Regions from separate parts of the Zea mays genome. Here region 2 is linked to region 1. A link is a contact called in public Hi-C data. All regions are on one chromosome and are shown on one strand. Each heading gives the region's core, a stretch centred on a gene start, on an enhancer-like site or on the middle of the called end of the contact. The rest is flanking DNA. Distances are from core to core; before and after follow the strand shown. Region 1 holds the start of LOC103653624. Region 2 holds the start of LOC103653625 (zinc finger transcription factor YY1).

What was found. Hi-C and Micro-C count contacts between places; a contact is called where the count stands out from the background.
Region 2: a Hi-C map of ear shows a contact between it and region 1, with 3 times the contacts expected there. The contact joins the promoter of LOC103653625 here to the promoter of LOC103653624 in region 1. A contact is called at or near these places in 3 of 25 Hi-C or Micro-C datasets (ear, leaf and tassel).

What each region holds. Positions count from the first base shown.
Region 1 is chr4:120,036,568-120,039,898 of Zm-B73-REFERENCE-NAM-5.0, forward strand. LOC103653624 reads right to left here and starts at 1,874. Exons shown (of 6, transcript XM_008680468.4): 1 at 1,508-1,874; 2 at 1,207-1,402; 3 at 915-1,001. The coding sequence starts at 1,590.
Region 2 is chr4:120,185,419-120,188,749 of Zm-B73-REFERENCE-NAM-5.0, forward strand. LOC103653625 (zinc finger transcription factor YY1) reads left to right here and starts at 1,692. Exons shown (of 6, transcript XM_008680469.4): 1 at 1,692-2,134; 2 at 2,215-2,273; 3 at 2,924-3,123; 4 at 3,234-3,323. The coding sequence starts at 2,073.

The sequences.
Region 1 (3,331 bases), core at 624-3,123:
TCCACTAATCAACGATATTAATTGTGAAATTAATCATTTTCGAGTTTAATTAGCAGATAACAATGTGTATTACGGTACTACAAATATGGTAATGTTTTTAAAACTCCAAAAACTGATGTATAAAAGTCCAATAGCTCAGTTAAAGGGTAAAGGGGGAGCTGAATAGGGGGAATGGTTGGAGAGGAGGAGAAATAGGGGGGAAGAATAGTTGAGGGGGGGTATTTAAATATAAATAGAAAGTACGAAGGGGGGATTTAGGAGGGAGGATGGTTGGAGATAGCCTGATGCTCCCACCACTGATTGTCCCTCTAGTAGTTCAGTGTGTGCCTACCTGAGACTGAGGTGCGCCTACACTTGTTACTGCCTCTCATGGGCTGTAAAACTGCCATGACTCTTGCTGACAGGCATCACTGCCACCTACCGGGAGTCATGATCCATGCATTCCACCCTTGCCCAACAGACTCCAGTTCTCTCCAACTACCACAAAGCTGACTCTAGATTTAAGATTTGTTCTTGGTATTTGAATTTCAAAACATTGCATTAAGTTTGATGGAATCAAGTGGGGATTTTGTAATCATTCTGGATAAGATTGCAGTAAAAGATTTGTTTGAGCAAGCCAATCACAACAGTGCAACACTTCTGGATAGTTTTTTTAGATAAAGGAACAACGTTCCAGCCTCTACAGTACCGAACAAGTGTATGCAGCCAAAACCCTTCTGGATACTTGATCATGGTAAAATAAGGTGTTGAAAAATGGCAGAGCAAATGCTACACAAGCAGGTGCCTCTCTTTCCTGGATATTTTAGAGCATCAAATTCAATTAAATGAAAACAAGGTGAACTAAACATGATTTGGCATCATAAATTCTAAAATCAAATGACCATCCTACTGTATGCTTTCCAAACAAGTGATACCTTGGCTAATGCAGAGGCCTCACATAAAGCTTCCTTGGTCAGGTTGGGATCGGGTTCAAGCTCCAGTTCTAGGTCACTGTCATCGTCCTACCATTGTCAAAGAAGACAAACATAAAAAATGTAGCACCAATTACCGAAGGAGCACCCAACACAAGAACAAACTGAATTCCTGTGCGTGCAACCCTAAGATCCAAACAATCACCACTACAGGAATCTCAGATAATTAACGCCTTAAGCCGATCTGAAAGGGGCAGCAAAATCTAGGTTTTGAGGAGTAGGTAGGATTACAAACCAGAGGCTGGTCATCGGCGTCGACGCTCTCGTCTACGTCGTGATGATAGGCGAAGTGGCGCCAGAGCATCTGGTACTCGCGGGCGGAGGTGATCCCCGTGGCCGACTTCGCCACCACCGCCCTCCAGTCTATGCGCCGGCCATCCGCGTGCTGCGCCACCTCCTGCAGCGCCGTCAGGATCGTCCCTGGATGGTACCTGCGGGGGGAAGGGTTGCAAGCGACGCGGTGAAGTAAAACCCAAGATGAAAGCCAGCCGCCCGGGGAGAGAACAGGAGGACGGGCTGGGGGAGGACGGGGGCACCTGTGGAGGAGGAGCCAGACGTCGTCCTCGGAGAGGTGCCGCTTTCGTTTCCCCTTGCACGCCGCCGGAGCCGCAGCTGCCATCTCCGACAGGACGGCGCTTGGTGGGGCAGCTGTTGTTCTGCCTCTGCGTTGAACCCTCTATTCTCTCTTCTTCTACAAATATTTTGCATCGGATTAGTTGCGATTTAGCAAACAGGGAGCTTAGTGAGAGCGAGCCTCCATTATTTTTTCAGCTTGTGCGCATCGATAAGAGATTGACGATCATCTTCAACCTCTATCTTTTTCTCTCTCTTCAACCTTTATCCTTTTTCTCTATATTTGGCATATTGCTTTACCGAAACTTACAAAAGCATCTCCAATAATAACTTAGGTTGTTTGGTTGCAATGACAGGATGGGATGGGACGATCCCTCAAATTAGGTTGTTTGGTTCTGGGTCAAAGGTTGGGACATGACTATCCAGTGTTGTCTCATGTTGTCCCTCAAAATTGGAGGGACGAGAGAGGACGACAGGAGACGTCTCTGTTCTGACTGTCCCGCAACCAAACGGACCCTAAATCAGTATCGTATCTTCAAGTATAAAGGTTAATTTATAAAAAAATAGCTATAACAATAACCGATTTTACAAAAATTTATAAAATATATAGAACACGCCATGAAGTGACTCAAATATACTACACCCTAGATTAGTGTCTTATCCTTGTTTTCTATATCTCAACTATTTCTTTTCTAATTATGTAATTTATTTCCTAAAATATATGATTTAGAACTTAACTGTTGGAACTCAATTAGTTTTTAGTGTCGTAAACACTTTAAATGATGTAGTATTTTAATTTTGGGCACTACTTTGGGGGCACCTTGTTGGAGATGCTCGAAAAGGATCTTATCAACTAAGTTTGGAAAGTTACGATTGCGAACACAAGGTTGGTATGTGCCCTTTTGTTCGGTTTGTGATGAGTGGTTATCAACGGGTAGCACTTTGGGGTGAGCCAGTTGAACTATGTAGGGTGTGAGTTTGTGTGTGCAAACATGTCTCTTAACTTGTGGTGCGCAAATGTGTAGTCAAGAGACATGGTTGACAGCGAAGGCGAATGTCATGTGGGTTTGTGCCGATGGACCGGGCGCGTTAAAGGACGAGCACCGAGTCTTGACCGGGGGATTAGAGAAGCTGGGTGACTAGTTGTGTTGGCTGACACCTAGGGACATTGATGGGTGCAAGGACGTGGAGGAGCGAACTGTGTTGCCGATGCGGTTGCGGACCGATGGGACACGTGTCCAGGATGTGGGGGACCTGTACAGAGTACACTATTCATGGAGGTTTTCGGTGGTTGAGCCTCAAAACCACTCAGCGCTAGAATTCGCTGGTTTCTCCGGGTTTGGGCTTCAAAATCCGGTGGTATGGTTCCAGTGGGAATCAGGGGTGTCACGTGTCATCATCGTGAAGGGTGCGTTGAGGCGAAGCAAGTTTGTAAAGAGCGTGTGGTCGTCAGATCGAAAATACAGGAGTTAGTCCAGTTTGCCCATGGCTGAGTGGATAAGCTCTATGTATCTAGGGTTAGTTTAGGGAAGTGGAATAACCCTCTATAATTAGAGAAGATGGCTGGTTTTTTAGGCATCTCCTAGAGTTATCCCTTTGAGTTATCACTTGGGCATTTTTTCATTTAGACTATCTCTCTTAGTTCTAGCACTTAGTTTGTAATAGCTCTCTAGTTTCTTGTTTGGATATTCGTAGGTGCTTTCGAACAATGGCATCTATGTTCATGAGATTTTGAGGAAGTGTGGTCGTAACCACACAAAGCCAGTGTGGTTTTGTCTTATGTCTCA
Region 2 (3,331 bases), core at 442-2,941, 150 kb after region 1:
ATAGAGAGGAAGAGGGAGAGCTCGGGAGGGCGAGAGAACGGCCGCGACGCCATCAAAACGCCATTAATGGCGTTGGCCATAACCATGGCCGTTACCGGCCCGGAGAAGAGGGGACTGGGGAGGAGAGGGAGAGGAGCCGGCCGTTTCCGGCTCGGAGGGAGTTGAGAGGGCGCAGACGGGTCGACGCGTCCGGGCGGGGTTGGGCGCGCGCGCCCGTGCGGCGGCTGGAGGAAGGAGGAGACCCGTGGGGGGTGTCGGTGAGGGTGGGGAGGGGAAAGGTGGCGCGGCGGCTGGGCCGCAGATGGGCCAAATTCGGCCGGTTTAGATTAGGGTTTCCTTTTTTTCTTTTATCCTTATTTCTCTAAAATATAATGAAATATATTTTTAAATATCTCTAAAACTTCATAATAATTATACCAACATTATTTATCATTAAAGAATTTATTTTTGGACCAGAATGTGTATATATATTAATTAATAAGGTTTTCAATATAAAAGAAATTCCCAAAAAACAACCATAAATCAAATATGAGTAAACAACAATTATTCTAAATGCAAATAAGATCAAACACTTGAAATAATTACCACTAAAGTTTAAATGCATTATTTTAAGTTGATGGTTTTGAGGTGTTACAGTAATGCAGTTCAACTGGCATTCCATAGCGGTTGAACCGGCCTTGCCGGTTGAAATGGTTGTTCTCAAAAAAGTTGGAAGTTTTTGTTAGAATTTTCAGGTGTAGCCTATTCACCTCCTCTAGGCTACTTTCACATTGGCCTGAGCATAATATGAAGAAGAATTGAGTAGTTTGATCTTATACAATTAAGAAAACTCACATACCTCTTTTCACATGAAAGAAGTCTCTTGATATGTAGTCAAAGTCTAAGGAATGTCGAATCTATGAATAATATGCTCAGTCACAAACTCAATTACATCCCCGAGTGTAATATTTTTCGGTGCAACGACTTCTGTCCACTTGGTGAAGTAGTATGTTGCGACTAGCATAAACCAATGTCCCTTCGACGATAAATGATGAATTTCTCTTACAAAGTCCAAACTCTATCATCCTAAAGGGCCAATGTTTGATAATATGATGTAGTTCAGCGGTAGTCACCAATTGTAGATTACCAAACTTTTAACATTTTTGACAACTTTTGTAGTACTTAAAACAATCGGTTATTATACCATGCTAATAAAAACTATATCTTCACAAAAACCAATTCATTTTTAGAGCTGATTAATGGGTACCACAAATGACTTCATGCACTTCAACCATAACTAATGTAGCATCATTAGAGGCCAGACACTTAAGCAAAACATCATCAAGAATTCAGCGATAAAATTTATCATCGAGGAGAACATACTTAAAAACAATACACTGAATATTTATGTTTGTCCTAACATTTGGGTCATGCAGATATGCAACTAAAAACGTTCTCCAATCAATTGTATCGGCACATTATTAACCGAATCAACTAAGACGATGCTTCTGTTGACATTGGACGGTCCGAGATCTTGATCGGACGGTCTGACAATAGCACGGTGTCTTCACCCAGATGGTCCGGAGGGCAAAATTTATGTTGCTACTTGCAGATGAGAATAATGTCGTTGTTCTGTGTTTTTTTTTTGTAAAATTTGTGTTGTTTAAGGCCCATTTGCTTTTTGACCCCTTAGATCTCCCCACTCTTTCAGCAGTTGACGGCATCCCCCATTGTTGCGCACCACGGAAGACGAAGGGCGGCAGCGCACGCCCTGAAAAAGGCAGAAGAAACGCGGTGCCTCGAGCCATCAGATGGCCCACCCCACCCCACCCCACCGTGTTGAGCTTGGAGTCGGACGGCGCTTGAGAGTCGCCGGGTCGGGCATGGCATCCATAGGCATACATCTCCTCGCGGAGCCTGGGGTGGGGCGGTCACCACCATGCCTAATCCTATCGCACCAAGGAGTCTGTCTCGTGCTCCTCGTAGTCTTCCTACCCACCCCTCCACCCCCCCCCCCCCCCCCCCCCCCCCCCCCCCCCTTTGCCCCCAATCCCTAGCCCTGCCCCTCTCCTCCAGCGCCGCGCGCCGGCTCTATGCGCCCGCCGCCCCCGGAGATGCATATCACACGCCGCCGTTACCGCTGGGTGAAGGAGTGGTTAGTTGCTCGCCTGCCGTCCGATGGCTCGCACAGTCTCCCTCCTCCCTCGATTTCCATCTGATCTGTTGCCTCTTTAGGGTCCCGCAAGATCTGGTCGTCACCGGAGGCCCCTGCACGCTCTACAAGTGGGTGCGAGGTAGATTGCGCCCGCTGATTGCTTGCTGCTGCTGCTGCTGTCAAACCGCAGCCTTTTATTCTATGACTGTACTGTCATGTCATCGTCATGTTTTGCACTGATGATAATTGCCCTGTCTGGTACTTCACCAGTGATTCATCCGTATCCACGCGAATTTCCAATTCTTTAAAGACAGGTGGAGCAAGCAAGGTCTTTTCATGTTTCTTATACTGGTTGCATCACATATTTCTAATTTGTAATACTTCAGCACACGAAGGGATGGTTGTTTAGTTCCACCCAGAAAAATTGAGATTTCAGTAGAGCAGTACATATATGCTTGTTAGTCTCCAAGTAAGAGTGGTCAGTTCAGTTCAAACTAGAGGAAAAACTTAGTACATTCTCTTTGGGGGTTGCCACCAGCATACCAATGTGTTCTTTTAATTGCCGACATGTCCTGACTGATTTGGACAATGTAATGAACACTGCCAACTTATTTATGAAGATTATGAAGTTCTCACACAATGCCAACAAGGGCACACAGGAAGATGGAATTCTTTGTTATATATTCTGATTGTTTCATGGCTGTTAATAACTATAGGGTAGTGAATTGTTTCTTCTATGATATAACCTTTTCATTCCGCTGTTAATATTATTATTGGATTTATTTACAGAGGATAGACTGGCAGCTTTGAAGGCTAAGGATAAGGAGCAGGGGGCAGCATCTGCAATGCCTGAACCAAACTCTGAGGTTCTCTTCCTGTGCAGCTACGAAGGATGTGGGAAGACATTTTTTGATGTAGGGGCTCTTAAGAAGCACGCTCATGTCCATGGGGAGAGGCAATATATCTGCCACTATGAGAACTGTGGCAAGGTACTGTTTACCCTTCCTTTTCACATCCCAGAGTAATCTTCAGTCTGCAAAGGCATGGTCCCATTTCAGTTGCTTGACTAATCTTTTTTCGGGTAAATTTGATTTTGCAGAAATTCTTAGATAGCTCTAAGTTGAAGAGACATTTTCTTATCCATACTGGAGAGAAGAATTTTGTGTGCCCACATGAAGGTTGTGGGAGGGTAATCTC